Linked DNA regions of Pan troglodytes: regions 2 and 3 are each linked to region 1. The links are chromatin contacts, called in public HiChIP or PLAC-seq maps. All regions are on one chromosome and are shown on one strand. The core of a region is the stretch at or near the end of the contact, and the rest is flanking DNA. Distances in the headings are between cores, read along the strand shown.

The links. HiChIP or PLAC-seq counts read pairs in DNA pulled down with a chosen protein or histone mark.
Region 2: an H3K4me3 HiChIP or PLAC-seq map of stem cell-derived excitatory neurons shows a contact between it and region 1, with 18 times the contacts expected there. The contact joins the promoter of LOC104007088 here to the promoter of DLL1 in region 1.
Region 3: an H3K4me3 HiChIP or PLAC-seq map of stem cell-derived excitatory neurons shows a contact between it and region 1, with 2.6 times the contacts expected there. The contact joins the promoter of PSMB1 here to the promoter of DLL1 in region 1. A contact is called at or near these places in 1 of 7 Hi-C or Micro-C datasets (stem cell-derived neural progenitor cells) and 1 of 1 datasets of contacts at active chromatin or transcription factors (stem cell-derived excitatory neurons).

Annotation. Positions count from the first base shown.
Region 1 is chr5:182,382,695-182,387,251 of NHGRI_mPanTro3-v2.0_pri, reverse strand. DLL1 (delta like canonical Notch ligand 1) reads left to right here and starts at 1,904. Exons shown (of 11, transcript XM_520601.8): 1 at 1,904-2,743; 2 at 3,021-3,317; 3 at 4,049-4,109; 4 at 4,342-4,557. The coding sequence starts at 2,690.
Region 2 is chr5:181,877,878-181,882,434 of NHGRI_mPanTro3-v2.0_pri, reverse strand. It overlaps LOC104007088 (putative uncharacterized protein encoded by LINC00242), which reads left to right and starts at 1,914. Exons shown (of 2, transcript XM_054686553.2): 1 at 1,914-2,157; 2 at 2,159-3,881. The coding sequence starts at 2,011. The coding sequence ends at 2,629.
Region 3 is chr5:182,656,922-182,661,478 of NHGRI_mPanTro3-v2.0_pri, reverse strand. PSMB1 (proteasome 20S subunit beta 1) reads left to right here and starts at 1,857. Exons shown (of 6, transcript XM_001140101.4): 1 at 1,857-2,157. The coding sequence starts at 2,045. TBP (TATA-box binding protein) reads right to left here and starts at 907. Exons shown (of 8, transcript NM_001104607.1): 1 at 827-907.

The DNA.
Region 1 (4,557 bases), core at 655-3,154:
GTGGACATCTCTGTTGATCCTAAAACTTTACAGGTATTTGGGAAACAAGGTAGCAGGAGACAGGCTGGGTCACTTGAAGAGGAGCCACAGAGTAGCAATTCCAGCTGCGTAGCAGCCGGAGGGCCTGCCCTGGACGACTTCACCACGTGACCTTCAGATTTCTGGCTGCAGTGGTTGTCCTTGGTGTTTGAAGACTTTCCCTCTGCTTAGACACTTTGTGATCAAGACATTTGCCGAGATGAAAGTCTCGCTCTACTTTGACGGTGCCCTGTTCTCACCAATAAGGCAGCTCTAACACACCTACAGTGAGGACACTGTGGCCAGGCTGCTTCCTTGGGGCTGAGCTACAATCAAAGGGGGCACTCCAACACTCACCTGGAACTCTAATGAAGCTACGGAGGTGTTGGGGGTGGGCAGGGATCCACTGGCGGGGATGGTAAAGAGAGGGAGAAGTGCAAAGCTAGGTGCCAGAGTAGGAGTCTCTGCCCCAACTTACTTCTCCATCGTGCCTAGGAGGGCAATTTAGATAATTCATTGTGTGATACGTGTGTTCTCGGCCCTCCCAATAAACTCATTTCCCTTTAAAAAATGAAAACAAAAGTTCTAGTGTCTGATGGACGTGTAAAAACCTAATAAGGTGACGGTTGTGTAAAGGTTGTGGGTTGGGGGCCGGGGCTGGAGGGGGCTTTAGAACATGTGCCGGACATTGTTGCAGAGGCCGCGGCGCGCGCGGAGGGGAGCTCTTTCTCTCCGCATTGTGCGGGGAGCAGGTGCTGTCTGCATTACCATACAGCTGAGCGCACAAAGAGCCACTGATTCAGCCTCGCACAATAACAGGCTGCCTTAATGACAGCCACGCGAACGACACACACCAAACTCACTTCTTACCAGGCGGAGGGAGGCCGAGGGGGATACCCGGGAGAGAGGGGCCCAGACCCGGGGAAGGTGGCGGCGGCCGAGGATCCTGTGGGGGAGGGCGCGTGTCTATGGGGGGAGTTGAAGGCCAGGTTCTCCTGGCTCCGGGGATATGCTGTCCGGCCCCCCGGCCCCCACTCCCAGTGGTCGCGGACCACGAGAGGACACCGAAGGCGCGGGGATGCGGGTGTCCCAGGGGGCGTCCTGGCCCCGCCCGCGCGTCGGCTCTGCACTCCCCGAGGCTCAGTCGCCATCCTGGGCCAGGAGGTGTCCCCGCCTCGGACCTCCCCAAAGTTCCCGAAACTGCCGCTTCGCTCTGGCAGCCCTCGGCCCACCGCTCCGCCCGCCCCTTTCCTACGATGCTCCCCGAATCGCCACCCCCGCCTCCGCCCCCAAGAGACTCCTCCTTAGGAAGCGCCTGCCCCAAAGAAGGGGCGGCCCCGCCAAGAGCTCGGGCCTCGAACTTCATCCTCCTGCTCGCAGCCGCCCTCCCCAAGCCCCCGGGACGCTGTCGGCGCAAGGAGACCCCTCGGCTGGCGCCGCGGCCCGGAGTTTCGGAGGCCGCGTCCCGCCGCTCAAGTGGGGCCCGCAGCGCCGCCCCCCGCGTGTGGCCGAGGGTCTCTGGGCGTCTGTGGCCCGGGAGGGCGTGCGGAGGGGACGGGGCGGCGGCACCAGCTCCAGAAGCAGGGGGATTCTTGCGGTGAACATTTTGCAGGAATGTAAATGAGTGCGTTTTGTGTGGTGAGGGAGGAAGGGGGGGCTGGGGGCGGGGGCAGGGGAGGACTGGGGGGGCGGGGAAGGGTGGGGGCGGGGAGGAGGGTTGCACATTTTACAGCTCACTGACCATTTGGCGATCCATTGAGAGGAGGGTTTGGAAAAGTGGCTCCTTTGTGACAGCTCTCGCCAGATTGGGGGGCTGCTGATTTGCATCTCATTAGCCATGCGGGCGGCCGGCTGAATATAAGGGCGGCAGGCGCCGGCGAGAGCCAGATCCTCTGCGCGCACCCGCGGAGACCCGACCCGGCCGAGGGCAGAGCGCAGGGGAACCCGGGCAGCCGCGGCGCAGAGCCTCCTCCCACGGCCCGGCCCCTCCGGTCCTGCGCGTGTGTACTGGATGGCATTGGCTGGATTCATCGGAAAGACGCGGATCTTTGCTGTGACACCGGAGATCAGAGCCCGGAGTGCTCCCGGAACGACCGCCGCCGCCGAGTGACACCGGGCCGCGATCCGCAGGGGCCGCCGCGCACACCCGCCGCCGACCGTCCCCTCAGCGCGCGCCGCTGGCCCCGGATTATCGCCTTGCCCGTGGGATTTCCAGACCGCGGCTTTCTAATCGGCTCGGGAGGAAGCTCTGCAGCTCTCTTGGGAATTAAGCTCAATATCTGGACTCTCTCTCTTTCTCTTTCTCCCCCTCCCTCTCCTGCGAAGAAGCTCAAGACAAAACCAGGAAGCCGGCGACCCTCACCTCCTCGGGGGCTGGGAGGAAGGAGGAAAACGAAAGTCGCCGCCGCCGCGCTGTCCCCCGAGAGCTGCCTTTCCTCGGGCATCCCTGGGGCTGCCGCGGGACCTCGCAGGGCGGATATAAAGAACCGCGGCCTTGGGAAGAGGCGGAGACCGGCTTTTAAAGAAAGAAGTCCTGGGTCCTCCGGTCTGGGGCGAGGCAAGGGCGCTTTTCTGCCCACGCTCCCCGTGGCCCATCGATCCCCCGCGCGTCCGCCGCTGTTCTAAGGAGAGAAGTGGGGGCCCCCCAGGCTCGCGCGTGGAGCGAAGCAGCATGGGCAGTCGGTGCGCGCTGGCCCTGGCGGTGCTCTCGGCCTTGCTGTGTCAGGTAGGCGGGCAGGTGGGGGCGCCGCAGCCCTGCGGGGTCTCACGGGTAGCCGGGGCGCGGGGCAGGAGCGCGCGGGGAGGGGCGGACAGCGGCACGGGCCACGCCAGCCACGGCCCGGAAGATGAATCCCGGGGGCGACGACCCCAGCGCCGGCCGTGCAGCGAGCGCGCTCGGCCCCTGAGCCCTTCCAGGCTCTCCGCACAACCCCCACCCAGGCCCCACGCCCCCTAGCTCGGGCGGGACCCGCGTCCTCACGCCCCCGCCCTCCCCCGTGCAGGTCTGGAGCTCTGGGGTGTTCGAACTGAAGCTGCAGGAGTTCGTCAACAAGAAGGGGCTGCTGGGGAACCGCAACTGCTGCCGCGGGGGCGCGGGGCCGCCGCCGTGCGCCTGCCGGACCTTCTTCCGCGTGTGCCTCAAGCACTACCAGGCCAGCGTGTCCCCCGAGCCGCCCTGCACCTACGGCAGCGCCGTCACCCCCGTGCTGGGCGTCGACTCCTTCAGTCTGCCCGACGGCGGGGGCGCCGACTCCGCGTTCAGCAACCCCATCCGCTTCCCCTTCGGCTTCACCTGGCCGGTGAGTGCCGCACCTGCGCGCGCCGGGCCGGCCCTGAAGCTGGGCGGGCTGCAGGACGCGCTGGGATCCCGCCTTGGGCGCTCGGTGGCGGGACCTCAGGGACCCCGCGAGGCGCAGGTGGGCGCTGCGATCTGCCTAGCGGCGGCCCCAGGACTCCAGCCCAGCAGCGCGGACACCTCGCCCCGGGGCCCCGGGGCCCCGCGGCCTGCAGGAGGGGACCGCGCTGGGGCGAGGAGGAGAGGCCGAGCGCGCCCGGGAGATTTCCGTATCCGGCCTCTGTGCCAGGTCTCCAGTCAGAGGCGCCCCTTCACGTGGGAAGGTTCTGGTTTCCCGACTCCTAGACGCGTTGGTGGCGCAATTACCCGCGCAGCGCGACCGCTCCCACCCGGAGCGTGCCCATCCCCCAAGAAAAATGACAAGGGCCCTCGGGCCTCTTCCACCCCATCCTGCCTGCATTCTCTCTCTCTCTCTAATTAAAAAAAACAACGTAATATCCTGTAGTACAGGCTGAAAAAACACGTCAGGAAACCACTCTTTAAAAAGTTCTTCCATTTCCTTAGGGAAGGTGAGAGCAGGCAGGAGGTGCGTGGAGACCCTCTCCAGACACGCTGCCCCAGACCTGTAGCCTTCAGGCCTCTGTTGCTGACCTGGTTGTTAGGAATGACTGCTTTTTGCCGTTTTCTTTTCGTTACCTTTCTGGGTTGTCTTACGTCTTCTCCCCTCTCTCCCAGGGCACCTTCTCTCTGATTATTGAAGCTCTCCACACAGATTCTCCTGATGACCTCGCAACAGGTAAAAACAAAACCCAAACCCCAAAACTGCTTTCCCCAGTTAATAGCATTGGACTTTGCCCACCCATCCCCCAGCCAAACCTGGACAGCTTTCATTCTGCACGTGCCCCAGAAAGTTCAGGGTGGAGCAGCTTGGGCCTCCTTCCCGTGCTGAATGTCTCGGCCCACCCGCCCTCTGTCCCGAGTCACAGGGTTCTCGTTCAGAACCAACCAGGAGCATCTTCTCCCCATAGAAAACCCAGAAAGACTCATCAGCCGCCTGGCCACCCAGAGGCACCTGACGGTGGGCGAGGAGTGGTCCCAGGACCTGCACAGCAGCGGCCGCACGGACCTCAAGTACTCCTACCGCTTCGTGTGTGACGAACACTACTACGGAGAGGGCTGCTCCGTTTTCTGCCGTCCCCGGGACGATGCCTTCGGCCACTTCACCTGTGGGGAGCGTGGGGAGA
Region 2 (4,557 bases), core at 665-3,164, 500 kb after region 1:
GGCTTGGTTTCTGTTGTGTTTGGTTTTTAGGGGTCAGGCTGCCGAGTGCTGTTCTTCTCCTGGGCTCTGTCCTCCTCTCTCTCCTTGGGTTGCAGCATCCAGGTCTGATCCAACAACTCCACAGCACACAATGCGGCCCAGGCCATGCACGGAGGAAGACAGCAGAGCGGCCATGAGGCTCCCAAAGGGAGCCAGAGCCCAGGCCCAGCACACCCTGCCCACAATCCCCTGCATCCACTGCCTCTCCTGCACCCGGCATTGGGCAGCGTGGGCTGTGTCAGCGGTGCCCTCCTCCCTTCTCAATCTGTTGTGAGCTCCATTAGGCCAGGGACCGGTCCTTAGAAGCTGTGGGACCCTTCAGCCTCCCTAGCAGAATGTCTTGCACACAGTGGTGGCTCCATAAAATATTTATTTTCTATTTTTTCCATTTATTTTATAAATCTCATGCAGGCCAGATAGATTGGAATTATCAATTACTCTAGAAAATAAAAGGATAAAAGCAAGATCTGGAAATACAGACTGAGCAGCACTGGAATGCACCAACTAAGGCAGAGAGGCCCCCTGAGGCTCCGCGACTGCTGGACCATTTAAGGCAACATCATATCTCAAGTGGGGAGGGAGAGAATCCGCCGGTCTCAGCGGGGTGGGTTTTTTAAAGTGGATTTAGTCATGGTCTGGACTTGCCCAATTTTCTGTGCTATGCTGTGGGAAGGGACAAGGTCCTAAACTACCCTCACAGGACTTAAATAAAACAAAGAACACATACAGGTGGGTGGGAAGGCAGTCAGATGACTCAATTCTGTGCCCACCACCCATGGCCCCTGATGGGTCATGCCTTCTGCTTAGACAACAGCCTCCTAGACCCCACAGATGGGGGCAATGGCATAAACTCAGACCTGCAGCCGAGGCCTGACTCACCACAACGGCCCTGCCCTGCACTGCCAGTGACAGACCTGTCACTTTCTCACTGATCCTTCATTTTCCTATGAAATGGGGCTAATATTGCCTCTTTCTAAGGTTGCTATTAGGATTAATTTTTGAGATAATAGACACTGAGATAACAAACCTGCCAAGTGTTACATCGATGTGATTATCCTGAGATTGAGAGGAAATGTCAGTGCGGCACTAGATGGTGGCATGGCCGTGAGTGGGAGAAAGAGGGTGGATGTTCCAGATGTCCCTGGATCTCTACCAAAGAGAAGATGCAGCGAAAGGACAGCCGTGTTCCTGGTGTCTCCTTTTCCCCTCAGGACAATGAATTACGGGTTTTCTGTGCCTTAGTTTTCTTCCTTTCAAATGCAGTTAATAACACTGTCTCTCAGGGGGTATTCACAGACGTGAACAATTAATGATCGCAAAGTGCTTTGAAAATAAATGAGCTTACTCATAATGGTGGTGTTTGATATTTATAATAATAAGCCTGTGCTGCTGGCTTCACGAACTATATTCATTGGTACAGAGCTTAGTTTTATGACTGGCTTTTTCAATATTTTAACATAAAATCCTCTTATTTTAAAGTAATCAAATGACCTTCCTGCATTCCTCCAGTCTTATTTGGAAAAACTTAAGATTTGATCATAGATCTATTTTAAGAAGTGCCAAGTTAACTGACATTGATGCCATCGTATCTGGAGTCCCTAGGAAATCCAGAGGGGGACAATGAGCCGTAGGAAGACTCGGACTCGGGTCTGCCTGTAGCACTCGGAGCCTGCAAGGCAACATAGTTATTGAGTTCTATTAAAATTACTTGGTGTGGCTATAAACCAAACCACACCCCTCTAGCCAATGTGAAGAGCTTCCCGTAAAAGCCGTGCGGTGGGAAGGCCTCTCGCTGTCTCCTCTGCGCGGCAGGCGGACATGGACGACACCGAGGCGTGAGTTCAGCCTGCACCTCCTAAAGATGAGCTGTTGAGGGCGATGGCCACAGCAAGTCCGCACCAAGTGCTCTTTAAACATGAGTGTTTCTTTAAACAAAGAACCTTCCCGGCATTGCCTCCCGAGGTCTGATTAATGATGCCCCGGCACCTCCTTCCTCACTCAGGGATCACTTCCCTGCAGCGCGTTCCCAGACGCAGGCCTCCCTCACGGAGGCGGGAAGATTTCAGGCGATGTCTGTGCTTGTCTTTTGTCAGCACGGACAAGGATGGAGACCCCAATGGGTCAGGCGAGCCCCGCGGTCCCTGTTCCTCACTTCACCACCTGGGGAAGCCTGATCCCCATCGATTCGCAAAGGAACAAGGAAAGAACACATTTTACCTGGATGGATGGTCCCCCTCACGGTGGCCTTGGAACCCGCTTCAGCGGGAGAGGCAGCGCCTCACTCAGGGCTCCCGCTGGCCGCTGCTTTACCCGGGAGCGCCACCCCGTGCCCCGCCAGAGGAAGTGCAAGCGCCAGCACAGCACGGGCCGAAAGCCACACTGTGGGACCCGCAGCGCAGCTCCAAGAAATCCAAAGTCCATTCGCAAGAGGAGCTTCTCCGCCAAATCGTTGAAAAATAAAACGAGAAATGAGTCTCCACCGGTATCCGCTTTAGTCAGCCGTACGAAAACGCAACCCGGTCAGCTGCATTTCTGCTGCCGGCCCTCCTCCAGTCAAGCACCGGCCTCGAGAAGGGCAAAGGGCAGGTAGGAGTTCCGACGCATGCGGCCACGGGGCGGAGTCACAGTTCAGAGGCCTCAGCTGAACCTGAAGTTATCCTAAGCTCGAGCCCCAGAGTGAGGACTCGGGGTCAGGCATCCGATTCCCCATCAGCTCCTTTACTAAAGCTGTGCAGAGAATCCGAGGCTGTGAGTGGGGGTGGGGGAAAGATGTACAGGATGCTTCGGTTTCACTCCTGAGATACGAGAGCGTCCTCTGAACACACATGCAGATAGCTGGGCTTCTAGACAGAGGAAATCCAAACCGTTTCTTTCCTCCCAGCATAAGGGAACGATCCGGTAAGAGCTGGTGTTTATCGATGCTACGTGCCAGAATGGGGCTGAGCACCGCGCCTCACTGTATCCTGACGTCTGTCTAATGAGGCAGGGAATGTCACTGTCACACTCTGCAGACGAGGAAGCCATGCTGTCAGCAGGTACACATCTTGCCACAAAACCAGTAACCTGTGGCACTGAGATCGCACACCGGTCGTCCACTGCCAAGTCCGTGGCCTCCTTCTCTGGGGTTTGCCTGCCTCTTGATGGCGGCCATGCCTCTGTCCTCTCACAGGGGCTGGCTCTTCCAGTGGTCACTACTTTTTGGTTGCAAGCAGCAGAGATTCCCTGGAGGGCTTGTTGAAAGCACTCACATCAACGGGGCCTCAGAAAGGGAGCTGAGGCCATGCACGGCGCTGCAGTTTCTCCTCAGGCTTTGGTTTGCATCCCTGGCCTGACTTTCCCTCAACAAGTCCTGCTATCTCCACAAGGCGGCCAGCCCAGCCCTGTCCTCCTCACCTTCCAGCCCCAGCTGAGCAGCCCCTCCCCACATCATCTTCAGCTGCTGCCCAGGCTCCGCAGAGCAGGTGTCCACCGCCCATCCAGCCGTTGTGTCTAGAGGGCAGAGCGACCTGCCGGGACCTTGACAACACCTGGCCCCACCCACACGTCCTGCAATATTCAGAGGAGTGCACAGCAGCACATATGTGCCTCATGTGTCCTGCTGTGATGCGCCGAGTGGCACACAGCATTATTGTGTCAATCATGTGTCTTGATGTGATGCACTGGTTCCGACAGTATCATGGATGCAGTGTTTCTTTAAAACTGTCAAATTTGAGGAAACAATCTAACAAAAGCCAATTGATGAATATTCTGTAAAGGTGACATAAATACTTCAAAAATGTCTCTGACATAGAAAGAAAAAAACAAAAAGGGAGCTATTCCAGATTTTAAAAATAAAAGATATAGTAACTAAAAGCAGTTGTGGTGCTTGGATAAAAACAAACAACAGGTATAAACGAAGGTATAAACGATATTATTATACACACTGGGAAAAATTTTATATGGACCATGTATTAGATAATGGTGCTGTGTTATTGTTAAATTTCCTCAATTTGATAACTGAAGGGGAATGATTTTGTTCTCAATAGATGAATGCTCAAGTATTTGGGGGCAAAACATCACATCACAATGACTAACTTTCAAAATGGTTCAGTCAAAAGAATGATATATGTGTACTTAAAAGGGGAAAATAAGTGTGGCAAAATGCCAACGATAGTTGAATTGTCATGTGGGAATCCATTGGACTATTCTAGAAACATTTCTGTAGCTTTAAAATTATTTAAAACAAATGTTGTGGGGGAAAGAACCCACATTTAAGGTAGTAAAAATATTCAGGACACACAAAGAGGGGGTGCAAACAGGTAAAACGACAGGGTTTCTGACCTCAGAGAGCTTCCTGAAGCTGCGCACATGCCTGTCAGGAAGGCAGTGGAATGAGCAGAGCTTCGAGGGGCAGGTCATGTCTCTACTGAGTGGAGCAGAGGATAAGGTCTCTGCAAACAGTGAATTTTAAGCCATTTGTTTAGTCTACATTACAGTGAATCCAAGTAAGAGTTTGGAAAGCCAGTGACATCAGACTAT
Region 3 (4,557 bases), core at 608-3,107, 270 kb before region 1:
AGGTTGAGGTTATCTAAGAGATAATGACGGCAGGATTTAAAGCCATTATAAGTATGATTAGAGATTTACCCAGGACCTTCGGTGGCTTCAGGCCACTTTTTGCAAGTAAGTCTACAGAAGAAACCGCACAGTGATTACTGCACTAATTTATCCTCAGAAAAGAGTTGTTTGCTGGGTATCTTCATCTCTTGGAAATTGAAACATCAAATCCGATATTTTTTGGAGGCAATCAAATTAATTCTGCATAGCCTTCTAGTGTCTGTATAACTAAATGAAGCACTGTCTTTTCACAGAAAAGTCTACCTAGAGATTTGGAAAACCATGATGGCCTGAACCGAGAGACGGGAGACCCTGCAAATAAAGTGGTGTGTATTATATCTTAAGCGCTACCGTGCCCGCTGTCTCAGGCTTCTGACAAAATATTTAAGTCTCAATGTTGGCAGCAAAACAGGCGGGCACAGATCTGGGTGAATCTGCTTCTAACATGGAGAAGAAGCGGATGGCAGGACAGGGCAGGGTAAACTTAGGGTCTTCGATGCAAGGGACTGTCCTGTCCCGCCTGCCGCCGCCCAGCCAGCCAGTAGTACCCTGAGCCCCACAATCGCACCATGGGAAGCTGCCTGCGAAACACAGCAGAGTAGGGCACCAGGCGGGAGTGGCGGGAGTGGCCGTTACAGGCCGGAACGGCGGCAGCACGAAAGGGAGGAACGTCCCCCGAGGGGCCTGCACGCGCGCCAATTCCTAGTCTCTTCCCCACCATTGCCCCCAGGCCTCAGTGCAGTGGTGGCCTTCGCCCGAACCGTCAGAAAAGAGTACAATCTGTTACCTGGGTCACTGCAAAGATCACGATGGGCCAGCGGAAGCGAAGTTAAACAGCCGGCGGCCCAGACGCCCGCCACAGCGAACCTGCCCGACCTCACTGAACTCCTGGCGCGCGTTGATAATGTCACTTCCGCCAGTTCTGCCCTCGGCTTCAGCGAGTTGCTCCCACTAGGGCCGAGGCCATGAGAAGTGTGAGCATAGGTCACTTCCTGTCTTTCCATAGGTAAGGAGGGGCAAAGCTCTTGAGGAGTTCCGGGGCGGGGCCGCCGTGCCACAGCCATCTCTAATTGGCCCTTGCTGGACGTAGGAAAGATCGATTTTTAAATGGCGTGTGTGTGTATATGTGTGAGTGTGTTTTGTTGTTGTTGTTGTTGTTTAAAGCAACTAGCGGCGTTACCTTTGGCAAGTTACCTGACCTCTCCCCCGCATTTGTTTTCTGTAAAATTGAAAAATGATAACAGTGCTTACCCTTGGGCTGTCGGGAGATTGACAGAGATTGACAGAATCAGTGCCTGAGCAGTGCTTGGCACTCAGTAAGCGCGTCCTCCTTACCTGTCAGCAAGAACGCTAGCTGATCTTCAAGCGTGTAGAATGACAAGGAACACTAAGCAAAACAAACAGCTTGTGTTTACACATGCATTTATATTAAGTTCTGCCACTCCCAGTTCATGCACTGTTGTCACATGGCTCTTTGCGCAGTTGTTTCTTAGTGGGACTTCAGCACGCCTTGATTTTCCCTTCTGTAGTTCATTGTGGCGTAATCATATGTTATACTGCTTGTTTTCTTTGTACTTTTTATTATCAGTGAGGTTGTGAGCTCTTTAAGGATAGGAAATGTTATATACATTTTTTATTAGCCAGGACAATTAACGCTCCCACCGTTATTCGAGTTGCCGTTGCGCCATAGTTCTGACAATTTTTTTGTATGGTCAGACTTAAATTTTTGTCCATTGGGGTGAATTCCAATGTTTTCTTCGAGGGGGAAAAAAACAAAAAACAAACAAAAAAAACCCTTTACATCTCTGTCAGCGCTTTTTGGAATGGGCGGGATTCAACTACCAAAGGGACAAGCCGCCGTGCAGCCCTCCAGGAGCAACGACTAGCGCGAGATAGAGAGGCCGGGAGCGAACTTCAGGAGAAGCCGGAAGTGGCGTAACGTCCGGTCAAGGCAGCCATCTCGCCGTGAGACAGCAAGTGTCGGATCCGCAGGCGCAGCCGTGCGATGTTGTCCTCTACAGCCATGTATTCGGCTCCTGGCAGAGACTTGGGGATGGAACCGCACAGAGCCGCGGGCCCTTTGCAGCTGCGATTTTCGCCCTACGTTTTCAACGGAGGGTAAAAACCCCAGAGAGCTGCGGCTTTCACTTTCGCCCTTCCCCCATCTGCTGAAGCCTGTTTAGGAGTCACCGCCGTGATGGCGCTGCCCCGGGCTCCTGCAGGCCCCAGAACCCTGAGCTGAGGGGGTCCGCACAAGGCCGGTCTCCCTGCCGTCCTCTCATGCCCTGTGTTTCCCTCTTCAGGCTCGCTTTGCTCAAGTTTACTTGGTGATTGCGATACAGCCTTGGTTTTTAGGGTTTCCCATTACAGTCATGTCATTTGAGTTTTTATGTGGACCGCCACTCCATGCTCCTTGCTGCTGTAAGACAGTAAAGTAGAAATTGAAACATAGCCTCTGCTCTGTGGAAGACCATTAAAACTGGACCTCATGTACACGTTTCTTATGCCAGCAGGCGAGGGTAGAGGTTTAGCGTCTGAAACTTAAAAGTTAGGGTTGTTTGGTCTGTGTTGTTAGATGCATAGCTGAGTTGGTAGCCGAGATGTCTAATTGTAGCCGCCTGATTTCTGTTATTTCTAATTGTGGCAGTTTAATCATTTTGTTTTATTTCAAATAGAAGGTGGGATTGGCTGAGCAAACTTAGTTTCATAGATAAGTGCTTTTTTTTTTAACGTTTAGCTTAAGTTCAGGAAAACAAAATACTCAGAAGATGGACCTTTTAGTATGTGTGTTCTTGTATGTTATGTTCAAGTTTGGGTTTTTATTTTAATTACCAGCTTTATCTTGAGTAGTATAATTTTCCGTGGTGGCACGCCAGAGATTTAGGGTTATAGAAAGATGCTCTGTTTAAGACTCTTGACAGGGAAGAGCTGTAAATTGAAACAGTGGTTGTAGTTACCAATCAAGCCTTGTACATTAAAATATACACACGCAATTTGAACGAACCGATGGTTCTTAAAACAGAAAATATTGGCTGGGCAGTGTGGCTCGCACCTGTAATCCCAGGACTTTGGGAAGCCAAGGCAGGAGGATCATCGCTTGAGGCCAGGAGTTGAAGACCAGCCTGCTCAGCATAGCAAGACCCCATCTCTACAAAAATAAATTTTAAAAACAAAGCAAAAATGTTCATTGGTTCCTCATAAATTTGAAATATAAATGCACATTTTGGGAGTGTGTTAGAAAGATAACGAAAGTCTGATTTTAGCCTTGGTTCTGCCACTAAAGGACACTTTGGGTACTTCTGAACTTCTTGAACCTACATTTCCTTATCTTCCTTAGTAGCTTCATAGTTTTTGGTGAGAATCAAGAGAGATGCATTTTGTAAATTGCAAGTTGTCATCTTATTTAATCCTCATGAAAAGTGAATGTTAGATGATATTAGCATCCTAGGGTTATATTAGACGTTAAACTGTCAGGGTCAGAGAGCTGGTGTGAAGTTGCGCCAGGACTTAATTCATAGCTATTTCACCACTGAGTTTATGGATGCTTTTCCATTATACACCTTAACACTTCCTGTGATGACTAATTAAGTTGTATATTGTAGGGAGGGTTATTGGACCCGTTTCGTAAGGCTATTCTCTATAAATAAGAATTTTCAGTGTTCAGTATGCCCTACTCATTACTCACTTTTTAATCCCTTGTAATCCAGTTTAAGCCATTACTGCCCTAAAAATTACTTAGAACTTTCTGATTACTTTTTCTCAGTCATTGTTCTTTTTCTTTAGTGTTTACTGCAGCTGGCTCTCAGGCAGCCTTCGCTTCCGCAAAATGAGGCCTCATTCTCTTTTTCTACTCTGTCTTTAAATGTAGTTAAGTCATTAGCCGCCTTGTTTATCGCTCAGCACTCTTTCATGTCTCATTGCTGGGAGGATTACTCCCAAATCTGGTTTTCCAGTTCTGCCTCTCATGAGTCCCTCGATTCGGCTTCTTCAGTAAAACATTTTTAACTGGTTTTTCTGCTCTCAGGGTAACTCAAGACAGCTAGCAAAACAAAAAGCAAGCTAATTATTCCCCTTCATCTCCTCTTCTCCTTTCTTCTTATTTTTTGAGACAGAGTCTCACTCTGTCACCCAGGCCAGAGTGCAGCGGTGCGATCTCAGCTCACTGCAACCTCCAACTCCTGGGTTCACGCATTTCTGCCTCAGCCTCCCGAGTAGCTGGGATTACAGGTGCCTGCCACCACGCCTGGCTAATTTTTGTATTTTTAGTAGAGATGGGTTTCACCATGTTGGCCAGGCTGGTCTCGAACTCCTGATCTCAGGCAATTGACCCCCCCCCCCCCCCCAGCCTCCCAAAGTGTTGGGATTACAGGTGTGAGCCACCGTGCCCGGCCTCCTCTCCTTTAAAATACTTATAATTATGCCATCATTCTGCTCATCTAAGTTCTAAATCTTGGATGTCATAATTGGTTTTCCCAGTTCCTAAAACATTTGCGTAGGTATAAAAATTTGTCTATTTTG